Regions from separate parts of the Pan troglodytes genome. Here region 2 is linked to region 1. A link is a contact called in public Hi-C data. All regions are on one chromosome and are shown on one strand. The core of a region is the stretch at or near the end of the contact, and the rest is flanking DNA. Distances in the headings are between cores, read along the strand shown.

Region 1 (6,724 bases), core at 2,524-5,023:
AAAATGTCTCATGTAAAACCACAATGCTATTATCAAATCTAAAAAATGTGTCAATAATCCCATTACGAGATCTATATTCAGATTTCCACAGGTCTCTCAAAAATGTCTTCTCTGGCTTTTTTCTTCTTCTTGGATCTAGGATCCAATCAAGGTCACATACTGTATTTAGTTATAATGCCTCTGTAGCCTCTTAATCTAGAAGAGTCATTCCTAGAAATAAACATTCTTCCCCATCCTTTTTTTTAAGCAGAGTTGGTACTTAACAAATGTTTATAAGATGGAATAAATGGGTGGATGGACAAACAAGCCCCAGTGATGCAAGATCCCTGGGCAGTTCCTCTAAGAAAAGAAAGAATTCTAGAGAAGGGACTTACATTAAGTGTCCTTTGTGAAGTCACCAGGCACTGGGTAGGGAACCAAGTCATTGTTTTTGTGTGGCTGCTCATGTTCTGACCTCCATGTTTAAAAATCATGAGTTAGTCCTAAGGTCACTGGGGAAATGCCTCAAGAGTAATTGACTTAGAGAGAGAAGAGAATCCAGAGCCTCACATCTGACCGACAAAAGGAAGATCCCAGAGATGAGGAACTCGTTGTCCCATGGAATGTCAGAGCTGGGAGAGACCTCAGAGATCATGTCCAACTTCCTGGCTTTTTTCCAGAGGAAAAAACTTGGGCCCATAGTGATACAATGGCTTGTCCAAGGTCACACAGGACACCGTTGCCTGACTCCCTGTCCAGCTTCATTTCCACTTTACCTGGTGACCACAATGTCTGGGCTCTTTTTCTCTCTTGTTCCCAATGAGTTATGGTAATATGGTAACTTCCTCAACCTTCGAGCATCAAAGATCTCAAAATATTCAAGTCAAACCAATTCTCAGAAGCATAGGGTTAAGCCAGTGACTGCTTCCTTGCCCACAGAGAACAGACGTATTTCTGAGGGTGTTTGTTACCTCCAGCAGGTGATGACTAACAAGAAAACAGCACCTTGAGCAGCCCCAGGGGAAGAGAGGTGAGATTAAAGCAGTGATGTCACCAAGGGCTGGGAAGTGGGTGCCTCCATGTTCATTTTGCCTCTGCCATCTACTTTGGCCCAAACACGGCACTAAACTTTTCTAGGGCCCAGGAGCCTCATCTCTAAAAACAAATCATTGCAAAGCAGTTATCACCATGATGGCCATCTGCAGGTATGAATCCCTTTTGGGAACATAAGTGATAAATAAGGGACATCAGGGTTGGCGGGGGTTAGATTTTCATTTCTAAAGGTCTCAGTATAAGCCTTTATTTAAAGCTACAAAGTTGAAAATTCCCCAGTAAGTACTGTTCTCTCTCGGTATTTGTGGGGAATTGGTTCCAGGACCCTCACAGATACCAAAATTCATGGATGCTAAAGTCTCTTTAGATGAAATGGTGTAGGATTTACATAAAACCTACACACATCCTTCTACATACTTGAAATCATCTCTAGATTACTTATAATACCTAATACAATGTAAATGCTATGTGAATAGTTGATATACTGTATTGTTTAGAGAATAATGACAAGAAACAAAGTCTACATGTTCAGTACAGACACAGCCATCCGTATATACATACATACATATATATTTTTTTAATATTTTGTATCTGAGGCCAATTGAATCCATGGATGAAGGACCCATGGATACAGAGAGCCGACTGTAAGAGGAATTTCTTATAGGCAACAGCAACACAGGTTGTGGCTGATAGAGGGTTTCATTAAACAGGGAAAAGAAGTGACTGGCTCAGTCATTAATGGGTTCAAAGATTGAGGAAAAGCCTCAATCATTGCTGAGGAGCAAGGAGGTCTTATACAGAAATTCCATACTTGGACTTGAATTTGTGTGACCTTGGCTGAGCCGCTTAACTCTTAGGAACCTCATCTGTAAATCAAGGGAATTTGGGTTAGAAATGCAGTGATTTTTAAATTTTGTTTTTTAGCTTCTAGCTGTACATTACAACCACCTGGGCAGAGAGTAAAATCATGACCCCTATCCCCAACCCCTTTTCATTGTGATTTCAGCAGCTCTGGGGGTAGGGTCCAGGCAATTCTTAAGTACGCAAGACTGAGAATTTCTGGATTATAGCATGTCCAAAAACTGATTCTCAGAAGGGAATAAAGTAAATGAAGCAATGGAAAGGAATACTGGAATTCCTTAGCCATTCTACGCACACAGGCCTCGAACCATTGTACTCACCTGAATGCCTAATTTGCCTATTTCCCTCCAAGGCCAAGTCCCCTCTAGGATCAGGGTGAGGCTCCCGCCAAGACAATCAGCACTTTCCCAACAATCTGCAGGGACACATGTAGTTTTCAGACTGAAAGGAGGATAGCAGGAAGTCTGGGTCCCTAAACACTCTGGAGGTATTGGACCAGATGAGTGCAGGTCCCACCATCTTTCCTATGCCTCCTCCACACAGTGGGGTGGCCCCTGCAGCAGGTAAGTGACGAGCGAGGCCCCAACCACATCTAACAAGATGGCCACTCTGTCTGCCTGGCTGGCTGATGCCAGCACCAGCCACTAGCTCCCGACATGCAGGACTTAAAGCATCTGCCAGACTGGTGCCAGCTTTTGATCAGTACCATGTTGAGACAGAGACCTGCAGGGAAACGGTCAGGCTCCCTGTAGTCGACTAGCAGGAATCTTACTGAAGAATTTGAGCACAGATTTAAAAGTGAGGTGCAGGCAGGGGGAAGGGGTGTGGGAGACTGCTTGACAGAGGCTGTCTTTTCAAGGCCAGGTTATTCCATCTCTGCTAAGGGAAGAGACACCCTTTCCTGGCTGGTGGTTGGAGCAGGATTTCTGGGCTCCCTTTGTACATTTTGCTGCTCTGCCCTGGGGGTCAGAGGGAGTCTTTTAGCCTCAGCTCATGCATCTGTAATACCCTGAGACCACCGGGATGGGTCCCTAGTCTCCCCCGTGTCCAGCTCCACGGTGTTGCAGTAAAACCACAGCAGGGCCGTTTACAAGACACTTGACGACTCCAGCCAGTCCACTCGCCAGAGGGCCTGCAGGAGGGCTCCTGCCTTCTAAACGAGTCCTCTGCGGCCTAGGCTGCTGTCCTCAGGAAACCCAGTCTACATCCTTGGCAGACATTCAGAGTGCCCCTAAAAGCTGTGTGCTAAGATGGGGAGCCCCCTCCTCCACTGCCCCCTTCCTGGGACACCAAGCCAAGTGTTAAGCAGAGGCCCAGCCCCAGAAACAACGCGTTTTGTGTCTGACAATAGCAGCCTACGTGACTTGAAGGACTCTGCTGTTGGTAAACCAAATGCACGCCAGTTTTGCTTATTTGCTCTAACCTTCAAAGAACCTAGAGGTCCCTTCCTAGTTCAACAAATAAATCCAGTTCCACTCTAGCGGGCCTCCTGGACAAAGTTCCATTGTTACGCCTTCCCTGAATGTCCACTGCTCGCTCCCTCTCAGGCACCCTAGCCCCACGCCTGTTCACCCTTCTTTCGTTTTGGGATAAATCAGCCTCCTTTTTTTGTTTTGTTTTGTTTTGCTTTAATTCTTTCAAAGGGTAAGGAATGTTGACACCCCCGAAACATGCCTCTGATGTCTGGTTAGACTTCAGACGGCTGTATTTGAACGTGCGCTGACGCAGTCGGGCAGATTGGGTTAAACCAAATATTACAATTGCAAGAACTCATCTGGAACTAATAATTTTGAGGCCACCGAAAGTAAAAGGGCCCTGCTTTGGGGCTGGCCAGCGGCAGAGGCCAGCTCGGGCCAATGCTGCCACCTGCCGAGGGCGCCGGGAACAGGGTGCGCCGCCGCGGCCTTCCTGTTTTGTTCTGGCCCCGCTCACCGGCTCCCACGCAGACAGGTTCGCCAGCCAGCCAGACCAGGGCTATTTTAAAAGGCTAGCGCCTCTTCCCAGCCCTTGGTGTAAAGATAGCTAGTCTGGCTGTCCCGTGTCTTCGCTGAAAAAAAAGACAACTTCCCAATTATAGAGCCGGGGCTGGCTACAAAGGCAGTTGCAGTTGGAGTCCGATTAAACATGTGCCGGGTGGATTACACAGATCATGTGTCAGTGGCTCGCCTAGGAGGAAGGCTCGTTTAAGTTCAGGATTTTTATTTTGCGGGGGATGATGGGGACGTACAACTCTGGGTTATGTCGGCGCATTGCTGAACTGCGAGTCACATGCCAGATCCAGAAATGATGAAAACATCTGTTTTTGCTTTAGACCAGCGAGGCTCTGGCGGTGGGGAGGGGCGCGAGAGGGACGGGAATGGCTTTGCTCACCAGCACCATCTGCTGAGCCTGCTGTGGAAACGCGTGCGTCCCCAGCACAATGCAGGTTGTCACTCGCCCCAGGAAGGGGGAGATCAACAGGTGGGGGTCTCTGCCGGGGCGATCACTCTCCATGGAGGACAGCCCCGATTGTGCCCTGGGGACTGTGCAATCCCGTATTGTCTCGGAGTGTTCACAACAAAGAGCTTTGTCCCTGGGGACTGCCCGAGGGCAGAGGAGGAGGAGAGAGAAGCAGCAAATGAATTCCCAGGTTGGGAAGGAAGGAGGTAAAGGGGGAGGGGAGTAGCTCCTTAGTGGTTTGCAGACAGTAAAAATTTGCTGTTCTTTCTGGCTGAAATCTACCAGAACAAAGGAACCACGTCTCTAGGAAAACTCCCAGCTGCACTTCCCCCCACCGTCCCTCTTGCCTGCGATGGTAGCTTTTGCTCGGCATGTCTGAGAATGTTCCAGTATTCACAGAGACCTTTCTGGTCTCTATGACCAAAGTATTCACAGAGACCTTTCTGGTCAGGCAGGGCTTGACCAGCCCTTCAACGTGCAATCCTCCCAGCTTCAAGAACCCAGCAATGGGATGGTTCTGAATCGGAGCCATACTGACAGCCAAGCCAACGGCATTCTTTCGATGTACAGCAAATATTTACTGCCTGCCTGCTAGGTGCCCGGAACTCACTCAGCACAACTATTTGTCATACAGTTTAAAAAACAATACAAATATGTCAGAGAAAAATGTATGTTTAGTGTCAAGTGCGTGTTTGAGACAATGACAGCTCTGAGTTCAGAGGCAAGGAGAGGATTGCAGACCTCGAATCTACCTTTCCTCAGTATTTGGGGGCAGTTCTGAGAAGAAGCTGGATTCCTCCAGCTTGTGTTTTGGGTTGTGTAGTCAAATCCCCTGAGTAACTGATTTTAATCAACCTGCTTCAGCTGTGACCTCCAGCCCTCTGGCGTTAAAGATAAATCCTCTACAGTTCCCATCCAAACGGCATCCATTACTCACAATCAGAATTGGGTGGGGACCTAGATTCCACTCCCAGGAATCTCCTCTGGGCCAGGTACAAAATTCTGAGCTACAACCAGATGAACAGTACTTCCCAACAACACACAGAGAGGTTAATCCAAGGGAGAAAAACCTGGGTCAAATGAAAAGCACGAGGCTTGCAGACCTCATTAAGCACAGTGCCTCCCTTTACACGCAGCTACCGAACACGCCCTCAGTTCTCTGCTGCCCACAGCTGAGGTTCCCAGAAGAGCAAATGCTGCTGATCCGGACCGAAGTTAGTCTCTTCCGTAGGCTCATTTTTGCCCACTTACCTATAAACTCCCAAGTTCAAAAAGGAAAGGGATCCTCTCCATTCCATCCCTTCTTCCATCCATTTCACTCCCAAATAAGTATAGAAAGAGCTGCCATTTGCGTGGGAATGGGAACTTGACGCTAGGGGATAAGTCAGAAAAAAGCCTCCTTCCCATTTTACAGCTGGACAAAAAATGTAAGAACCATCCCGATCCTCACAGAGCTTGCCGCCAGCTATATCCCCAGTGGCCACATCCGTTCCCACAGGACTCACGTTCTCAAATTATGAGGGCGCAAACTAATCCCCAAAGCCATCTACAAGTCCGTTGGTCAGTCACCTGCTCCGCTCTGATGTTGAAAGATTACTAGTTCAGGGGAGCCATGCAAATCAACACAATCAACTTCACTTTTTGTTTCAGGCCTCAGAAGATTAGAACATGAGACAGCACTTTAATCTGGTTTGGTATTGGGCTGATGTGGAGAGTTCTGATGAATTTTCTTTGTTTTATAAACTGAGGAAACCTTGTCACTGACCCGTATTTCTTTTCTGGACTCTTCTTGACAGTTTTCCTCATTTCTATCTGGTTTTGCAACAGGTCTGTGTTTGAATCTATTGAGGGCTGAAATTTTTCATGCTGCCTTGACAACTGTGAGCCCAGAATTTAGGGTGTTTTGTCAACATTCGGCAAAATAAAATCTCTGAACTAGGCTCCAGCAAGAGGGTAGAAAAACTGCAGATGAAAAAATATGTGGCATGAAAATAAACTTTGGTGATTTTGTGCTTTACTAGGCTTAGGATGCCAACCTCCCAACTATTTTTCCAGGCCTATATAAGACTCTCTTTTTCCTCATTATAAAAAATAATTTCTGTTGCCCCACTTCACGCCATACATCTTGGTGTGATTCTCTTCACACAGAGAAATAACCTTTGTTCAAAGCTCTGCTCTCCTAAGCTGCACTAAATTCTGCAAGATCACTCTCCACATACAAGATTAGCACCTCCTTTCCAGCTCCAAATAGACTATAATCCAAAAGCTGCTCTTTTAAATAGAGGTTCCTTTTATGCTTAAATTCCTACATAAAAGAAACATCAATGCTACTGCTAGTCTCCCCAGTTAAATCCGATTTGCAAGAAATGCTGCATGCTCAAAAATCTGGGTG
Region 2 (6,688 bases), core at 1,275-3,774, 67 kb before region 1:
AATATCAAGAAGACTGGATTATGATTGGACAGAAGTAAATCAAGTAAAGCTCCACTAAACAAGGAGATATAAAATACACTTATGAGGAAAAAATGATAATTAAGGAGCAAAACCCCAGATGGAGGCAGAGGGCAATGAAGTCAAGGGCAAATGTGGATGAATTAACCTGGGAAATAGAGAGGAAAATCTTATCTGCAGAGGATGGAGAGGAGACAAAGATAGAATCAGGTATAAGAAGAAAAAAATGACTGGTGTTCTGAGGCTCGATGGATGGTAGGAAAAGATTTGACCCTACAGCTAAGACACTCCAGTCCTTTACACTTCCTTTAGTATTGACCTGTGAGAAGCATAACCAGTGGCCTCAGATGGCATGGAAACGAGCTAGTCACATCACTCATTCCCGCTTGGCCCCAAGTCGAATACGCATACACAACCTTACTGACAAAGGGAGAACATTTTTGTTCCATACAAGTAAATAGAATCCAAACGGGCTGTTCTGGGAGCTTCTCTCAGTTGCCACCTCCCCAAAATATTGTTCCAGATGCCTGGTAATAAGGGATCCCCAGGGTATTCCAAAAAAACTAAAGAAGAAGTTGAAAAGTTTAGATTGTGGACTTGGTGAGGGGTGTGGCCGTCACTGAACACAGTCTGGATCAATGATTTCTATGAAAACTTCCAATGCCCCAGTTCTGTGATGCATGTGGCTTTGAAGACTTGAGTCTCACAGGGGCCTAATTCAACATTTGGCAATCCTTTAGAGTATGTGGTGCTTGGCATTTTCATCGCTTCATTATTTAAAGGGCAATTCATTATGTGCAATGGAAACAAATAAAACTCTATTTCTGACATTTCTAAATCTGAACCCTGAACCCTCAATAAACCTTCCAGTTTCAAAATAATTATTTAAGCAAAGCCCTGGTGTATTCACTCCAAACCATTGAGTGGTGTTCCTAATGGTTGGTGAGGCAATCTCCAATGCTGAGACTTGGGTATTGAAACTTCCCTGAAGAATATTAAATAGTCCCCTACGCTGCAACCCATTAAAGGCAATCTTGTCCTCACAGGCCTCAATCAAATTTGCACAGCAATTAGTCCTGCACGGGGTTTGATACATTTCTTAATTATAAAACAACTTTGTACTCTATTGGCCCGTTCAGATGGGTTAAGAGAACATTAATTACCTCCTCCTGAGACATCAAAGAGTTTTTTTTTTAATCCCCATTTTAGGGATGAATAAAGCAAGATGTCGGGAGGAACTAATGTCTATTGAGCACCTACTATGTGTTCAGTGGACTTTGTGGTGATTTACAGACATATAAATAAGCATTTATTATGAGGTAAATTATTACTCCTGTTTTACAAAGGAGGAAAACAAGTTTAGAGAAGCTGGATTATCTGACGTTGTTCACATTGCCAGTACATCGGTTGGTCTGCCTGAAAATCGTGTTTTGTATGTGGTGGCCCTTGAAACTGATGATGTCCTCCCTGACTTTCTAAAATTATTGAGGCCTGGCTTGGTGGCTCATGCCTGTAATCCCAGCACTTTGGAAGGCCAAGGAAGTCAAGGTTACAATGAGCTATAGACCTGCTCCTGCACTCCAGCCTAGGAGACAGAGCGAGATCCTGTCTCTAAAGTGAAAATAAAAATAAAACTGTTACTCATCATGCTTTTTTTGAGCACTTTGTGTATGCCAGACAGTGTGCTGGGGCACTGAAGAATAAAATGACTGGGTCCCTGTTCCCTGCGGACCAGCCATGAGACAAACATCTCCTCTCTGGCGCTTCTGTAATGGAAAAGCTGTGGGAATGCTGAGCAGGGAGTCAGCTTAGCTCAACCAGCTCAACCCGGAGTGGGCGCGGCCCTCAGAGTTCACACAATCTAAGGTGCGTCTCCCCCGGCTCCAAATCCCCTGGAAATCGTCATCTCTCCATCTCACCCTGGTCTTAGGCATTACACAGGGAAGGAAGTTAAAACATGTCAGGAACGAGCTCCGGCAGAAAAAGAACCCAGGCATTCTTGTGGCCCCCGCTTTGGCATCAGAGAGTCCCAGCCTCCTCCTTCCCTTCGCTTGACTCAGGCAACCCCTCCTCGCGCTCTCTGCAGCATCCCTCCCCCACCTTCAACCAGTCTCGATTCTTTTTCTTTCATTGTAATCTTCCTAAATTGCACATTTCATAAGACCTTCAGGAAAAAAAGTCAGGAAATGAGGTTTAGAGGAAGAGGGGGGCGGAGAGTAGGGGGCCGGGTGGGGAGGGTGGAGGGGGAAGCAAACTCCAGGAGAGCTAGTCTTTCATTATCACGACCTGTTAGGCGCATATCCCATCCCTCTCCCTGTGCCACCCTCTCGCTGGATGCGAGCCATCCTCCGGGCTAATGAGCAGAGCACAGGAGATAACTAATCCTAATGCAATTACCGCTCGGCATTACACTGATAGGTTTGAGGCGCTCCCTGTGTGCCCCGCAGCCTGAGACAGGCTTGTGCAGATGTGCCTTCGTCTCCTGTCGGAGACGTTTTGACAGCTGTATACAGTGCCGGGCCCCCTCCCCCACGACAGCATCCCGGGAGAGTGATCTTTTAACAGCGAGTCCCCATGAAGCCTGTCGGAGGTGAAATGAAATCTTAGCAGCTTGGGGGAAGCCTGGTCGGGCCGTGCGCGTTCAGATGCTATTTCCAGGGCGGTGATGGAAGCGGCGGAGACGCGGGCCCCTTCTCTCCGGCCGCCCCCCACCCCCGCCGCTTCCTGAGAGCCTCACGGAGTGTTTAAACTGCAGTGAAAAATTAGAGTGCGCAGGCCCGGCCCTCTCCTGGCGGAGCTCTGCGCTCCCGTGATAGGGGGATGGTTTGCAGCACACATGTTCCTTTGTTTGGCGGGACCACGTGCTCTGTTTGCACAGCAGCATGTGGTACCACTGGAGGAAATCGAACCAACACTGAAAGTTCAAGGAACAGCCAAGCTCTGCTGGGAAGCGGCTGCGTCAGGGCCGGGATGAAGTGAGGAGGCAGGAGGCCGGCTGGACTCCCTCCGAGAAGCAGGGGGTGGTGGGAGGGGGACAGTGGGGCCAGCGCTATTTGGGATAAAGGGGACTGCAGGTTGCTGGCACCGAGCGCTCACTGGGAGGGTTTTCTGCAGTAACCAGCCAGTCCTGCCTGGGATGGGAAGTGCACTTTGGTTATGATTATAACCGCTTGTATTTGAAAGAGCTTTATAGTTGATAAAGGCTTCTCGCAACCTTTTTTCATTTGATCCCTGTAAAATCATGTGATGCTAAAGTAAGTGCCTCTCTTTCTTGAGGTAAAGAAGGAGAGGGGAAGGGCTGGAACCCGTCAACCCTTGGCCGAGTGTCTGACCTTCCAGGAGGCCTAGTGGGGCAGCTCTGACCACGCTGATGACAAAATGCATGAAACAGTAATCGTTTGTCTTCTGCACATTGCGCACTCTCTCTCTCTCTTTCTTTCTCTCTCTCTCTCTCCCCCCCCCCCCACCACACACACCCCGCCCTCTGTTTAATTACAGAACAGTATATGCTGTGGGTAAAAAAAAATTCAAACAATACAGAAATATGAGATACATACGTATATAGTATAAAATGGAAAGTCTCCAAACTCAAATTTCCTAAATAGCCATGGTTAAGAATTTCAGTCATTTCTTTATTTTTCCACGCATATCTGAACATATTTATGCAATTTATCAATATATGCATTTTTATTTAAAAAAATAGGAAATTACTACACATACCATTAATTTTCACCATATATCAAAGATGTCTTTCTGAAACAGAATATATAAATCTGTAGCATTGTTCTTTTTAAGAGCTGCATTATATTTCTTTGTATGGATATACCATTACATTGTTGAATAATCAGATAGTTTCCAGTTTTTGTTTATACAACGTCAAACTAAACAGATTTCAACATATGTCGCACACTGTGAAAGTATTATTTTAGGAGGAATTTCTAAAATTGCTCATTCAAAACAGTGTTCAGTTAAAGCGAAGACACATTTTAAATTTCAATAGGCATGGCCAAATCATTCAATAAAAATGTGACACTAAATTATAAGACACATAGAGAAGTTAACTGTTAGTGTATGACATTAGTGTATGAAAGTTAACTGTTTCCATACACACCTGACCTGGGTACTGCAAATTCAACAGAATGAAAAACTGATATTTATAAAGAATGAAGCTGAGCATATTTCTTATAAAATTTTTAGTGGCCATTTGTCAATTTGATTCTATAAGTTACCGTGTCTATTTTTTCTATTGGTCTGCTTTTCTTTTCTTATTAATTTGAAGAAATTCCCTTTAATATTTTGCAAGATTTTTTCCAGTTCATTTACAGTTTTTCAATTGTTATAGAAATATTCAGTACTTAATACAGTCAGATTTGTCAATCTTTACATTTATGGTTTTTAAGTTTCATGCCATGGTTAGAAAAACTTTCCCAAACTTCCAGAAAATTAAAATATTCTGCTATATTTTCATTTAACATCTTTTTTTATCATTTTATTTAGCAGATTTTTATTGAACAAGTAACATAGGCCAGACACTATTTCAGAAATTCGGTATATACACCTAGTCTCTGAATTCATGGAGCTTGTATTCTAGAGTGGGAGATAGGCAATAAACAAATGAATGAATAATTACAAAATTCAAAGCACTATGAAGAATTAATGGAGAATAACAGAGAATACCTACTTAGGGAGAGTGGTCATGGAAGGCAAGATTTAAACTAAGATCTGAGGGATGAGAAATAGTCATGGAGGTGAAGATCAATCCAGGCAGAAGGAACAGCATATGCAAAGGCCCTGAGGAGGAAAATAACTGGGAGTATTTGAGAAGTTGAAGAAGACCAGTGTGACTAGAACCTAGTGAGCAAAGTAGCGAGATAAAGAGCCTTATAGACCAAGATGAGGAAGAAAAGAGTGGGTGTCTTACAGACCCAGGTAAAAACTCAATTTTATTCTAAATGTAGTAGGAAGCCACTGAACAGCTTAAGGGGGGATATTAGTGATCTCGTTTGTGTTTTGAGTTATTTAAAGGGATGTTCTGGCTTCTTTAAGAATGATGTAAGGGGTGTAAGAGATGAAGCAGTTACCAGGAAGGATTCTGGGAAAGAGGACGGTGGCTTGCTGAATGGTGGTCATGGGGAGGTCATTGCCATGACTTGCTGATGAAGTGGATGCAGGTGAAGAGGCAGAAGTAGTAATCCCACATAACTGCTGGGTTCTAGTTTGAATAATTGGGTATATGGTGATACCATTCCCTGAGAAACTTAGATTTGAGAATGATGTGGGGATGCAGAAGGGTTTAGAGATCACTTCTAATGTGGTGAGTTTAAGGTAATCATGAGATATCCAAGTCAGTCTATCAAGTAGGTGGTTGACTGCATAAATCTAGTGCTCAGAGGAGAAGACTAGGTAGGCTGTAAAAATTTAGAAATTGCTGGCCACTAGATATTTAAGTCTATGAAGAGAATATACAAGGAAGAGCAAGGCCCGACTACAAGTCCTGGGAAACTTCCTTATTTGCAGTTGAATGGAGGAGGAGAAACCAGCAAGGAAGAAGGAGTAGGAGCAGTCGATGAGGTAAGGAGGGAAACAAGGAGAGACTGACATCTCATGGATTCAGAGGAGGAGAAGTAAATGGCATCAAATGTTGCTGAGAGGATCTATAATATGAGGACTAAAACGAACCCATTAGAGTTGACAACATAGAGCTCACTGACGATATTGACAAGAGCAGTTTTAGTAGAATGAGGAGGTAGATGCTGTCATTGGAGAACCAGGGCAACCTCCCTGAGAGAAGACTAGGAATGTAATAGGGGACGTCTGTAGATATAATGGCTTCATCTTGTTTTTCTCAAACTATGTTGTGCATTAGACTCATCTAGTCAAAAATACAGTTGCCCAGGCCCCAACCCCAGAAACTTAGTAGTTCTGGTTCAGTATTTTAAATAAGTACTTCAAGGGACCCAAATGCATAGCAAAGTTTGAGAATCATGGCCTTAACCTGAGGTTAGATTTCTCAGAATGGAATTTCAGATTCCATGCCTTATTGAAAGAGGAAAGATTTGAGGACAGAAGGCCTTTCAGTGACTTTCAGATCACGTCACATAAGCAACCACCTACTCTGATGAAAATAGTGACTGTACAGCCAAATAATCAGTTGGCCTTACAGTCAAGAGTTTTGACCCGAACATAAATTGGATTCACTAACTATAAGCTGAACTCTTTACTTCCCCTCCCACCTCCCTGTTTGGATACAGCTGCAGGTAGACTAAAATAATAGGGCACAAATGGATTTTTTTTTTTTTAAGAAGTTCTCCTGAGAATTCAAAGATATCTCTTCTTCTGTTGTTCTTCCAACTGACTACAAGGTCTAAGACTGAGACCACGTCCGTAAAGGCAAAGTAACTTCAGAATTCAGAGTCAACTCCCTTTTATTTAGCATAGACATTCTAGGCAAGCACTTTTATAAATGTTATCTCAATCAATCCTCACATGAACCTTTTGAGGCAATTACTTGTATTTCTATTTGATGGATGAAAAACTGATTGAAATAAATGGTGCTGAAATCAGTTAATAAAGATGTCTCAAAAATAGCATTCTTTGGCTATATATAGATTTAGTCTGTGTTACTCTGGCTATTGAAAGAAGAGTGGGTGGTTCATTGCCCAAATGATTC

The links. A called contact is a pair of places that touch in the nucleus more often than the background predicts.
Region 2: a contact with region 1 is called in a Hi-C map of stem cell-derived neural progenitor cells, with 4 times the contacts expected there. The contact joins two enhancer-like sites. A contact is called at or near these places in 2 of 7 Hi-C or Micro-C datasets (blood and stem cell-derived neural progenitor cells).

What each region holds. Positions count from the first base shown.
Region 1 is chr9:123,601,505-123,608,228 of NHGRI_mPanTro3-v2.0_pri, reverse strand. No RefSeq gene overlaps it. Among named protein-coding and RNA genes, the nearest start is that of SORL1, 210 kb to the right of the region's middle. Within about 2 kb of position 3,773, at least 13 of the 24 cell types and tissues checked have an H3K27ac peak or open chromatin away from gene starts, as enhancers often do. A contact at or near this core is called in stem cell-derived neural progenitor cells, where this site is marked.
Region 2 is chr9:123,667,212-123,673,899 of NHGRI_mPanTro3-v2.0_pri, reverse strand. No RefSeq gene overlaps it. Among named protein-coding and RNA genes, the nearest start is that of SORL1, 270 kb to the right of the region's middle. Within about 2 kb of position 2,524, at least 17 of the 24 cell types and tissues checked have an H3K27ac peak or open chromatin away from gene starts, as enhancers often do. A contact at or near this core is called in stem cell-derived neural progenitor cells, where this site is marked.